Linked DNA regions of Danio rerio: region 1 is linked to region 2. Evidence: chromatin contacts called from public Micro-C data. All regions are on one chromosome and are shown on one strand. The core of a region is the stretch at or near the end of the contact, and the rest is flanking DNA. Distances in the headings are between cores, read along the strand shown.

The links. Hi-C and Micro-C count contacts between places; a contact is called where the count stands out from the background.
Region 1: a contact with region 2 is called in a Micro-C map of caudal fin, with 4 times the contacts expected there. The contact joins the promoter of efna1b here to the promoter of efna4 in region 2. A contact is called at or near these places in 1 of 18 Hi-C or Micro-C datasets (caudal fin) and 1 of 4 datasets of contacts at active chromatin or transcription factors (gastrula embryo).

Annotation. Positions count from the first base shown.
Region 1 is chr16:24,569,036-24,575,364 of GRCz12tu, reverse strand. efna1b (ephrin-A1b) reads right to left here and starts at 1,867. Exons shown (of 5, transcript NM_200783.3): 1 at 1,592-1,867. The coding sequence starts at 1,689.
Region 2 is chr16:24,298,749-24,304,406 of GRCz12tu, reverse strand. efna4 (ephrin A4) reads left to right here and starts at 3,093. Exons shown (of 5, transcript XM_001342982.9): 1 at 3,093-3,684. The coding sequence starts at 3,566.

The DNA of each region.
Region 1 (6,329 bases), core at 618-3,117, 270 kb before region 2:
TTGTGAGATCGTGTCTGGTTAAGGCTGGTACTCTCAAGTTGCGCAACATTGACACTGATAGATTACTCACTGAAAGCCAACTGAATCACAACAGACGGTGTGAATCACCTGTGACATCACGAAAAAACTTCCAATCGGGTCATGGCTCTTAGCACGGATTCAGTTCGGTTATCTCCAGTTCACTTTTATCACTACAAGTTTACAATTGTGTACGTGCGGAACAAGACAATGAAAATGAAAAGGGGAAAGATGTTATCAAAGATTCTGTTGTACGTTCTTAAAAATAAAGTTTCCAAAAAACTTTTAGTCAATGATGGGATAGAAGAATAATCACTTTTGGTTGTCCAAAAAACTTTTCAATGTAAGATTCTTAAAAGAAGCACTTTATCTTAGCGTAAAGAACATAAAAAAACAACTAAATAAACTTTAGTTGAATTTAAAACTTCTACTGTTGTTAAATGTTCTTAGTGGAACCACAGTTTATTATTCCCAATAAAGGTCTTTTATTTTTTAAGAATGTCCAATGACATCCACAAATTTCTTGTAAATGTCTTCTAAATCCCACTCTCCTAATACATTGCTCCAATTGCTGCCATTCATATTGATCTCAAATATGCCTGATAACCTGTCCTTCCTCACTACAAAGTGAGACAACAATCGCAATCATTTGATGAAGCACTCATCCAAATGCTTTAAGGTTTACACAACCCCTCATCAGTAAACAGTAACATCCACAACTTCACATCACACTACAACTAAGAAAACACTTCCAAAAGAAAACAAAAAAGTGAATACTAACCTAAGATTTTGACATCCTGACAGTTTATTTATTCCTGCACTTATATTGACAAATAGGCTCCTATTTTAAAATATAAAACAACATCAACCAAAATTCATTATGATAAAAATAAAGAAATATATTAAGAACTGGCTTATTAATTGTTTTCCTTTATATCAACAGGTTGTAGTAAGGATGAGAAATATCAGCATGTCAATAAGTGCCCTCACAAATATAGTAAAACCAACATGTGTGTGTATATTTAGGCTGATCTGTCTGTCCATCTGTCTGGTTTCTTTCCATGTACTTCTCTGGCCAGCTGCTGTCTCCTATACAGTAATTATCATGTCATTCACTAGCATGCTAAAGGTTAGACTAGAGGCAGAGAGATACGTGAAGCAACGAAGAAGTAAGTGATAGCTAAACAAAAAACGTAAACAACTTGAACTTACACAACTTGCAAGCCTGGTCTAATGACTGGAAAATGTATGCGTTAATGAAATTACGCATTCTCAATATAAACATGCTCTTATCTGCAGGATACTATACGCAAATAACGGAAAACTGCAAACATTTCACACACCAACAGATATCGCACTGTGAAAGTATTTTTGCAGTGCATACACACTTCATTCATAAACTGTTACACTACGTACTGTATATGATTTACACACGCACACAGCTTGCATTAAGTGTATTACTCATGCTGAGATTTCGCATAAAAACGTTAACCAGTTACATCACATAAAAGGCAAAACGAAGAACTAAATACAACATAAATGTTTTATAGGTGAAATAGTGGTAAAGTCTTACTTTGCATTGGTGCTGTTCCAGTAAACACTGTGTCGCTCGGCGGACGCGTACCAGGCGCTGACGCTCACCGCGACGCACAGCAGCCACAGAAAATCCATTGAGTCCCGGATAGAAATAAAGCTCTTCACAGGAATACACACGAATGCAAAATACTCTTTTGCAAGTTGAAAACGCAAATGCACTACTGTAGTGCACGAATCTCAGAAACACTAAATCGAATTGCTCAAGTAACAGGTTTTGTTTGGGTCTCTCAGAAACAGACGCGGTTAAATGCCTGGAGAAATGTGCGCTCATTCCTTTTTATCAATCAGCTACAAAGCCACGCCCCTAAAGCAGACGGCAACAGTAAAAAGACACGCCTCCACGCACAGGCTGGAGTGATTGAAGTCAACAGATAGGACAAATAAATCAGTGCCATTATTTTTATACTGTTACCTTCTCTATTGATATTTATTAATAATTCATTCATTCATTTATTCTTTTTCAGCTTAGTCCCTATATTAATCAGGACCTCCACAGCGGAATGAACTATCAATGAAACATATTTCTAAAGCACACTGTAAAAAATGCAGGGTTCCACACAATTCCTTCAAGTTATCCCAAAACAAATCGATTAAGTTAAACTAACACTTTTAACAAATTCATGTGGGTTGAACTTAAAAAAATTTAAGTTGTCCCAATGAAATCTCAAAAATTATGTTGTTTAAACTTATTTTAAATTAGTTTGAACGAGCAAAAAAAAAAAGAAAAAAAGAGTGCATTTATTATTCTTAGGTTGTGTTAATTATATAATTTATTAATGTTTAATTACAAATGAACTGTATCTGTCAAAATCACTGCACCATAACCTAACATGAATATTCTTAGTAAGTTTAACAAATGTGTATGTATTGTAAAGTCGTATCTGTTTTATACTGTTATTAACATTTTAAATCACTGTTAGGTGCTTAGAGGTAATCATTTTACAGCTTCAACTTATTTTCTAATTGTCATTTATTATGTTTTTATATTAAGATTGATATGATCTTCTATAAGTACAAGTAAACAATGCTTTTGTGATATAATTGGTAGCAAACAATCAAACAATCAAATAAAGTTCGGCAATTAAGCATTACTAAATTTAATTTGTTTGTTTAAATTCAGCCCATGTAAATCGTTTGCAACCACTTACCATAAAAATGTAGTAAATCCAATGAATCATTTTTTTTTATCAGTAAACATTTAACAGCTTACATTTAATAAGTATTAAGTAGATTCATAAAGCATTTATAAAACATTAAAATAAATGTAAAATTGTATTATTTGAAACGTATTATTAAAATGTAAAACAGTTTTTACAATTTAACTAATTTGAATAATAATAAAAATTATTTTAGTAATAATTATTTAGATTTTTTTTAAAGCTTGTCCCAAATACAGTCCTGAACTTTCATTCATTCATTCATTCATTCATTCATTCATTCATTCATTCATTCATTTATACATTTATATATTTGTCATTTGGTTCAAATAAAACCTGTAGATTTTATATAACATATAAGTATCCTGCTGCTTACTGACTTAAAACCAGTTCTGCATTAATCACTTTTGACAGCACGTTGAGTAATTTACCGTGGGCAGTCTTTTTCATTCAGTTATGAAATATTACATTTGGAAATTGGGCATTGTGTAGAATGACGAGCAGGCTTTTCCTGGGTATCAATCAAAACCTGTAATCCTTTAAATCCCCTTTTACAACTGATAACAGCATTATGACATCAGCTCTAGTCTCATCAGGGCTTTTCCTCCTCATCCCATCTCCACAGCCGCTCTTTAACCCGGGCCCGGACCGTCATCCAAGGGTCGAGCACAGAGCAATTACAATCACTTAAGTCCAACTGTTTTGACTGGAGGGTAGAAAGGTGAGCGAGTGTGTCTACCTGAGGACTAATTTCGGGCAGGGCAGGACAGGCTGGTGCATGTTGATGTTGTTGAAGACTTGAGTTGGGAGTGATTAGTCAAAGCTGAGTGTGTCTGTGTACTGTAAGAGTGAGGGTGCTTTTCCGTCTACTTTGAGTGAAGTGCGTCACCTTCGCAGGTGAGCAGGGAAATTATAGATGTGTTTTTTTTTTCTGTCTGCTCTACTCTGTCTCAAACTGGGAATGAAAAACACACATCAAGTACTTGAGTAAAAGTACAAAGAAAATATCACTGCAGTCAAAGAATAAATTCCTTCATTTAGATTTTACATGAGTCAAAAAACAAATATTTGATGTACATAGGTATTAAAAGTAAAATACAGTGACTGAGAGAGCTCAAATGCTCTGCAAGTTAAGAAAAAACATGCATTTACAAAAACAATTACTGAAAAGTTAACTGAATTCCTCCATGCTGTCACAACACAAATCGATTGTGTGGAAGCCATGATTTTTAAAGTGCAGAATTGTGCTGGGAAAGGTGTTCGGGGGACCCTAAAAAGTGACAAACCTGGCTGCTTCCTGTTTAGAGTCAGCAGTGTTGTCGAAGACTTGAAAAGTGAGTGCTTTTTTATTTTTTTATTTTATTGTCCTGTTTTTTATGGTAACTTGATATTTGGGTATTTTAGCCCTAATAGCCAACAATACCACTAATTCTTAAAAGGCAGCAGCCTGCTTCTGCATTTTTTAGGGTACGTCAAACACATTTCCGTTGTGGTCTGCACTATTTGCTGTGTTGATAAAACATTTTTCTCAATTAGTATGTGTTTGGTTTGTTTGTTTCTATGTGTTTGCTTTATACATTTATTTAGCAAGAACATGGTTTTTATTACTAAAACTCTTTTAAACATAAAATCTATGTAAATAACTCTTCTAAACCTATCAAAAAGGCGTAACATAGGCCAAAATGTGTAATAATTTTATAAACTGTGTTAATAAATGTTAACGTAAATAAAAAAAAAATCTTTGGAACGGTATAACTGAAAATTTTGGTGGTTTTAAAACCTTGACTTTTCCAAACCACGGTACACCTTGAAAATGGTTATCGTCCCATGCCTACTTTGCTAATACAGTAGCAGGCAGAATGCCTTAGCACAAAATTGGTGTTATTTTAGTATTCGGTTCAGTTTATAAATAAAACCTTGCCATTTAGATGATAACACACAAATATGCACGTCCACATGCAGGCACTTCATAGAAGGTTTAAACAGCTCGACTTCACAAAAAACTGACAGTTGTGACCTAAATATGTTTTTCATTTACAATAATAAATGTTGAAATAAGGCATTAGTCACGGACACTCAAGCTGAGAGAAGCTGGGCCATTTTTGACTCATTTTTCATTAAGTCTTGCTCTGACTGGATCTGAGTCGTTTAGACTCTTTCTGGTTGTATCATCTGAATCAATGAGTTGTTGACACAAAAGTAGATGAAATCAGATCTGTCTGTAGTAATAGTGTCATTTGTGAACCAATTCAATCGACAAGAGTCAACTTATTCACGAACCAGACAGCATATTATTTCTCCAGTTCATAGACAGATCATTTCTCAAATGTTTTTGTTTTTTACTTTTATTTCAGTTATATATATATATATATATATATATATATATATATATATATATATATATATATATAAAAACATATACACATATGTACACACACACACGTATATATATATACGTGTGTGTGTACATATGTGTATATGTGTTTTTATATATATATATATATATATATATATATATATATATATATATATATATATATATATATATATATATATATATATTTATATATATATTCAGTTATATATAAATTTAACTGAAATAAAAGTAAAAAACAAAAACATTTGAGAAATGATCTGTCTATGAACTGGAGAAATAATATGCTGTCTGGTTCGTGAATTAGTAAACAATTTATACAATATATACAATTTTAAAATGTAGAGAAGTAAAGTAGAACAAACTTAGTTTGTAATGTAGTGAAATAAAAATCATTCTCAAATAATACTTAGACATGCTTTATTTTATGATGCGCCTGTTACACACGTCCCATGTAGTTTCTATGTACTTACTTCATGGAAGTAATAATAAATTATTGGGTGTTAGGTGAAATTACTTGCTTGCAAAAGTAATATAATAAAATAAATATATTACAATTCTGAGTATTTTTTTAAGTAAAAGTCCCACTTTATATTAAGTGGCCTTAACTAATATGTATTTATATTTACCTTCCCTAACCTCAATTTTGTTTGTTCATAATGTTCATTAATACATTATAAACTCTAGGGCTGTACTATTGAAAAAATCTGACATTGCAATATTTAGTTTTGCTGCGATATATATTGTGATATGAATACAATTTCGCCAGATACTTGATTAGCTCTATCTGTGAAAAAAGAAAAATCATTCATTTAGATCGGTTGTGTCGATTTTGTAAGGTGTGAATCATCTATATAAAAATAGAATTGCAAGAATAATTACAATAGCAAAGAAAAAGTCAAATAAACAGTTTATAGTTTTCCAGAGAGTCAAGCAGTCTATAGATACAGAAATGTAATAATGTAATATAAAAACATTGTGGAGTTGTCATTGTATTAATAAATCACTTTTTTTTTCTTCATTAAAGTTACAAATGTTTTATGTCATTGTGCTCGGAAGCTTTACACTCTCTTGAAATGTCTTCAAAACACATAAAAAAAGAGTCACTCTGTTATGGTTATATGTTGCAATGACTCCACAAATCTCATGTAGTCTCAATTGTTGATGGACTATAATCCCAATTT
Region 2 (5,658 bases), core at 1,844-4,343:
TTTTATTAATTAGATAATAACAGAGGAGGCCAATTCGGCCTCTACGGGTGAGACCTTTTGTGTAATTACGAGATCGAGGGAATGAGAAACTTCTGCTTCGATGTCGGGGGACAGTGAATCCTCCAGAGGGACAAATCACACAGGGAGAGACTCCGCCGCACAATCATGTGATATTAATGAGAAGAGGACAGGGGAATTAATAAATTGTGCCATATCGAGGGGAAGACTTGGAAGAATTAGCAAACCGAATATACCCACCACCGCGCTTCCCGACATCACTATCTAAGAGTGATGGGCCTGCCGCGCTGCTGCTCTTACCTGCCTCACATTACTCACAGCATGGGTTGGTAATTTACCACGCACAGATAATAACCTGGGACCACCGACTGCTGGCGCACATGGTGGCCACAGTGATTACCGCCTGAACACGTGCTCTCCTGGGATCTCCATCGTCAGCAAGGTGAATTAATTTTGCCTCTCCCTTACCTATCAACACTTTCACACGTACACAGACAAACAACAAAACATGTCGACTCCCACAGAGACAAGCAGAGACTAGAGCAGAAGTCTCCTGAAGCTGACGTGCACCTCCAAACAACTTCAAAGATACAAACTCAGGCACTTCTGAAGTATGGAAAGATGTCAAGATGATTCTGGGATTCTGAGCAAAGGAAAAACACTCTGAAAATTGGGTTGTTTTAACACAGTTTTAGGTCAAATATTTACAAATCCAACTGTTGGCTTAAATTATTATATTGGGTTTGTCTATATTTGACCTAAGATTGGATTAAAGGGATTGTTCACCACCCAAAAATGTTCAAACTATTTACTCACCATCAAGTTATAAACCTTTAAGAGTTTCTTTCTTCTGTTGAACACAAAAGAAGATAATTTGAAGAAAGCTGAAAAATGTAACCATCAACATCCATAGTAGGAAAATCAAATATGAAATTTAGTGATTACAGATGTCCAACTTCATCAAAATATCTTCTTTTTTGTTCAACAGAAGAACAAAACTCATAAGGGTTTTCAAAAAGTGAGTAAATGGTGACAGAATTTTTACCTTAAACTATCACTATCACTTTAAATAAAAATGCAGAAAAACAGAAACAACACATTGGGCAGGACTAAAAATAAGAGCTTGAATTGGACTAATGCTGGTAAACACTAAACACGTGTAAGACATTCCCAGTGGTGAAGGAAAACAGCCTTTTTTCCCCTTTCGTGAATAACCAGTTTCTGAGGAGGAGAATTAAGGTGTGTAATAACTGTGAATAATTCTCTGCCAAACAAATGTCCTCATTCTGTGGGTTCTGCTTAAATGGTACTGAGCTAGTTATACTGGTTAATAAGCAGCCCATTGTTTGGTGACATGGCAATAGCTTAACAACATATTACTCATGAGAAGCAAAAATAAGCATTTAAATTTAGCTGCTAATAACAATAGTACTTGTAGATGCAATGGAAAAAATAAATAAATAAGAGACTGCTTAAATTCCCAGTTTGTCTGGTTTTATGATTTATAGTGTAGTTTATGTGTTTGAATAAAACGTGTTGTTAGTTTTATTCTGTAAGCAACTGGTTACAATTCTTTTTCCAAAACTCAAATAAACATTGTCATTAAGAGTCTTAATTCATATAAATGCATAAAATAATAACATAAAGGTGCCATCTTTTCAGATATTGTGGTATTCAGATGAAAGAATAGCAATGTTTTAACTTCAGAGGAGCTAATAAATCAAAAAGTGGTGGAATAACCCTGATTTTCAATCACAAAAAATGGAACCATTTGTTATTATATAATGTTTAAAGTTGAAAACATTTATTATTGGTCAAACATTTTATTTAAAAAACTTTCTATCATGGGAAAGCTAATCATGTATCCAGTCTTAGTGTCACAAGACCATTTAGATATAATTTTAATGCTGATTTTCTGCACAAGAAACTGTTATTATTATGAATGTTAAAATAAGTTCTCCTGTTTACTATTTAGTTTGTTGTTGTTATTTTTTTATGTGTTTCCTTCAAAATACAGTTATTTCAGTTATTTGGGCAAAATATGGATAAACCCAGATCACTGGGGAAGGTGGTGACAACAGCCAGTAAGTTGGGAATAAAACTAAAGAGCATTGATAGTTTTACATAAGGTTATCATCATAGTCAATGATGAGAGACATCCTTTATCATACAACTTCTAATTATTACCATCAGGACACGGATATTGAGTTCCCAGATGCATAAACAATAGGATAAAATGATCATTTATACCTCAAGCAATTAAGCTTTTAAATTTCTCATCTCTCGGTTGCAGTTGATGGCAAGTAGACTGAATTATTTATTTAGAGGTACCATATTTTTTTAAATGATTTATTTATATAAATGCCAAATGTGAATCGTCAGATGTATCTATGAGTGTATGCTGCAAATGAAATTTCCCTACGGGGACAAATAAAGTTAACTAACAAATTAAACACCATCCGAACAATAACTTTATCTAAACCATTGGGTTTTTCCATATTTTATTCAAATTGGGTTTGAAACAACTCAACATTTTCAGAGTGCTTGTTTTAGAAATAGGAAGTTAAAATAAAAATAGCATTTATATTAAATCTAAATATTTTGTAGAATCATAAACATCTTTATTATTATTATTAATTAAAATGATTTAATTCGCCCATGATGAATAATACTAAATATTCTCTTATAATTGAATGTAAAATTATATGTTACTCTTCATATGCCAAGAATGGAGAACTGGATGCTGCACGGTTCATTTATAATCATGTTACAACATAGTTCACCGTGTTGTTTTTATGACCATGTTTCTCCTTTATAAAACTATATTTTTTCTATCACAACAACAGTGTAAATTAAATCAAACAAAAAGGACTGCCCGTGGCAAAAAGTTCACGAGGAAGAAACTTTTGAGGCACATTCAGCGAAAGTGGAGCTGTCAGAGCACTGCCCAGCACACCTTTAAAAACTATGGAATGTTGGCTCCGCCTCCTCGATCGCCGATTGGCTCAAAGTTTGAATGGCACGCCCTGGTGTCCTCCGCCCTGCCCAGAAACGCTCTCCAGTCACTCCTAATCACTGTCAACTATCAACGGCCGTGATTGAGCGCGTCCTGCGGATACAAACAATGGTCAACTAATCCCTTCACAAGAAGTTTGGAGTTGTTGTCAAACTTGGAACTTACAGACAAACACTGGATTTACATTTGAAGATAAAGAAGTTCCTATTTCAGCGTAAAGTGGAATACTTCTCTTCAAAAGGAAATACCAAGCGTCCCAAAGAATCTCAAGAATGTTTCTATATGAACTTATCTCACACGTCAATATATGTTTTGTAACTTGCTAAACATGCAATCCTTTAGTTGCATTTAGTAAGCAGAAAATGCATCTGTTTCTTAGTAAGCGCCTTCCGAGTTCCTAACGCCTCGGGATCAGTGTTTCTACTCTAGCTGAATGAAGTTTTGCTGCTGATTTTGACTCCAAACTGAGTCTCCGACAGTTTTCAAAACTCGTTTCATCATCTGCCCACAAGGGCTTGGTCGACTTCAGTCATGAACACGCCAAGGTGCTCTGGAGTTTGCGCGATGATGAGACTTCTGGCGCTGTTTATACACGTTTTGTCAACGACTGCAAAGAGACACGTTGTATACTGGAACTCTACAAATACACGGTAGGAACACAGTTATTTTAATTCGCACTCATCCTGTTGACTGTTTCCAATTAACCTCATTACGCAGGATTGCGGTTGCGGTCCCTGTGCGTAACGCAGCGCGCGGTGCTTTTCAGGAGCTCAGCCCCAGTGAATGTGAGGTGACTAAGCCCAAAAACGCTCCCAGATTTGTGTTGCTTCATGCCTGCAACCTAAAACACACCTGCGCCTATTAAAGGGTTTAAGTGTGGTAACGTGTCCTTCCATGTCTCACTGTTTCCACCAGGCAAACTTTGATCTGTTTATCCTTAAAGGCACAGGCAGTCATTTTTCAAGATTACAGTTCTATGCACAAAGAAATCAATTAATAACCTTTTTTATAAGTATAATGTTCAGACAAAATAATTTGTGATCAAAACTAGCTGGGGTTTCATTGTAGGCATTGTAGGCACCTTTCCAAGGTGCTGCCATTTTTAAATCACATGACTATGCATCTGAATAATTATAACTAATTACAAGTGTGGCTAGTTGGCTTTAATTAGCCTTTCAGTGAGCCTTCAAACTTTTATATTGTGTCTGTCAAAGGGATATCATTTTTCTCACTGTGTACTTGTTCCAAACCTGTTTGACTTTCTTCTGTTGAACCAAAAAGAATATATAATATATATATATAAAGCTGTTAACCTGTAACCATTGACTTCTATACTATCTGTTCTTCCTACTATGGGAGTCAATGGTTACAGGTTTTAAGCTTTTTCAAACACTTATTTTGTGTTCAACAGATTAAAGAAACTTAATAAATGTTTGACAGCACTTGATGGTGAGGAAATAGAGTACATTTAATTTCTTATTGAACTATCACCTCAATAATTGCTGCAGCATTACACATAAAAGTAACTCTAAGTCAGTGGTCACCAAACTTGTTCCTGGAGGGCCGGTGTCCTGCAGATTTTAGCTCCAACCCTAATCAAACACACCTGAACAAGCTAATCAAGGTCTTTCTAGGTATATTTGAAACATCCAGGCAGGTGTGTTGAGGCAAGTTGGAGCTAAACCCTGCAGGGATACCGGCCCTCCAGGACTGAGATTGTCTTTAATATAATGAGCAAAAAGCAGTATGTTTAGTAGTTTTGATTACTTGGTATATCGAAATGTATATGCCAAAAATTACCACAGTCATACAGATTCTGAATTGTGAGAATGAATAACATTAATAATCATTAATTCATTGATTAATTCATTAATTTGTTCATTAATTTTTCTTCGGCGTAGTCCCGTATATTCATCAGGGGTCACCACAGCGGAGTGAACCTACAACTTATCCAGCATATGTTTTACAAAGTGGATACCTTTCCAGCTGCAACTCAGCACTGGGAAACATCCATACACACTCATCCACACACATACACTGTGGCCAATTTAGTTTATTCAATTCATCTGTACCGCATGTATTTGGACTATGGGGGAAACCGAAGCAACAGCAATTCAACTGATGCTATATATCTATTGGTGGATGCAGTAACATGTATGTTTTTACTTCATGCATGCTGTTTTTTTCAATGGGAGAAAGTGTATGAAATGCAAGTGCACTTGCAGCGCACACTTTCTAAACCTGGTTTTGCTAAAGGGATAATTTCCAAAGTATACTGAAATATACAATTGAAGTTAATGGCTGTTGGAAACATTTGGTCTTCTTTTGTGTACAACAGAAGAAACTGAAACTGGTTTAGCACAAGTAAAATCAAAATATTATTAAACTGGTATAAAAGTATATCAATAACATCAACAATGGCTATTTCAGACTATGCAAATTAGATCAAATCTGAGAATATCCATTAAATGGGTGTTTACGGAATGGGACTGAGGAAAACAAACAAAGAGGATCAAAACAAAAACAGTTTCCGTGTGAAGCGGCAGCAGTTAGTAATTATCGTGTGTATCTGTGTTCCAATTTCATTAATTGGGATCAAGGGTCAGAGCTTTTGTATCTGTTGA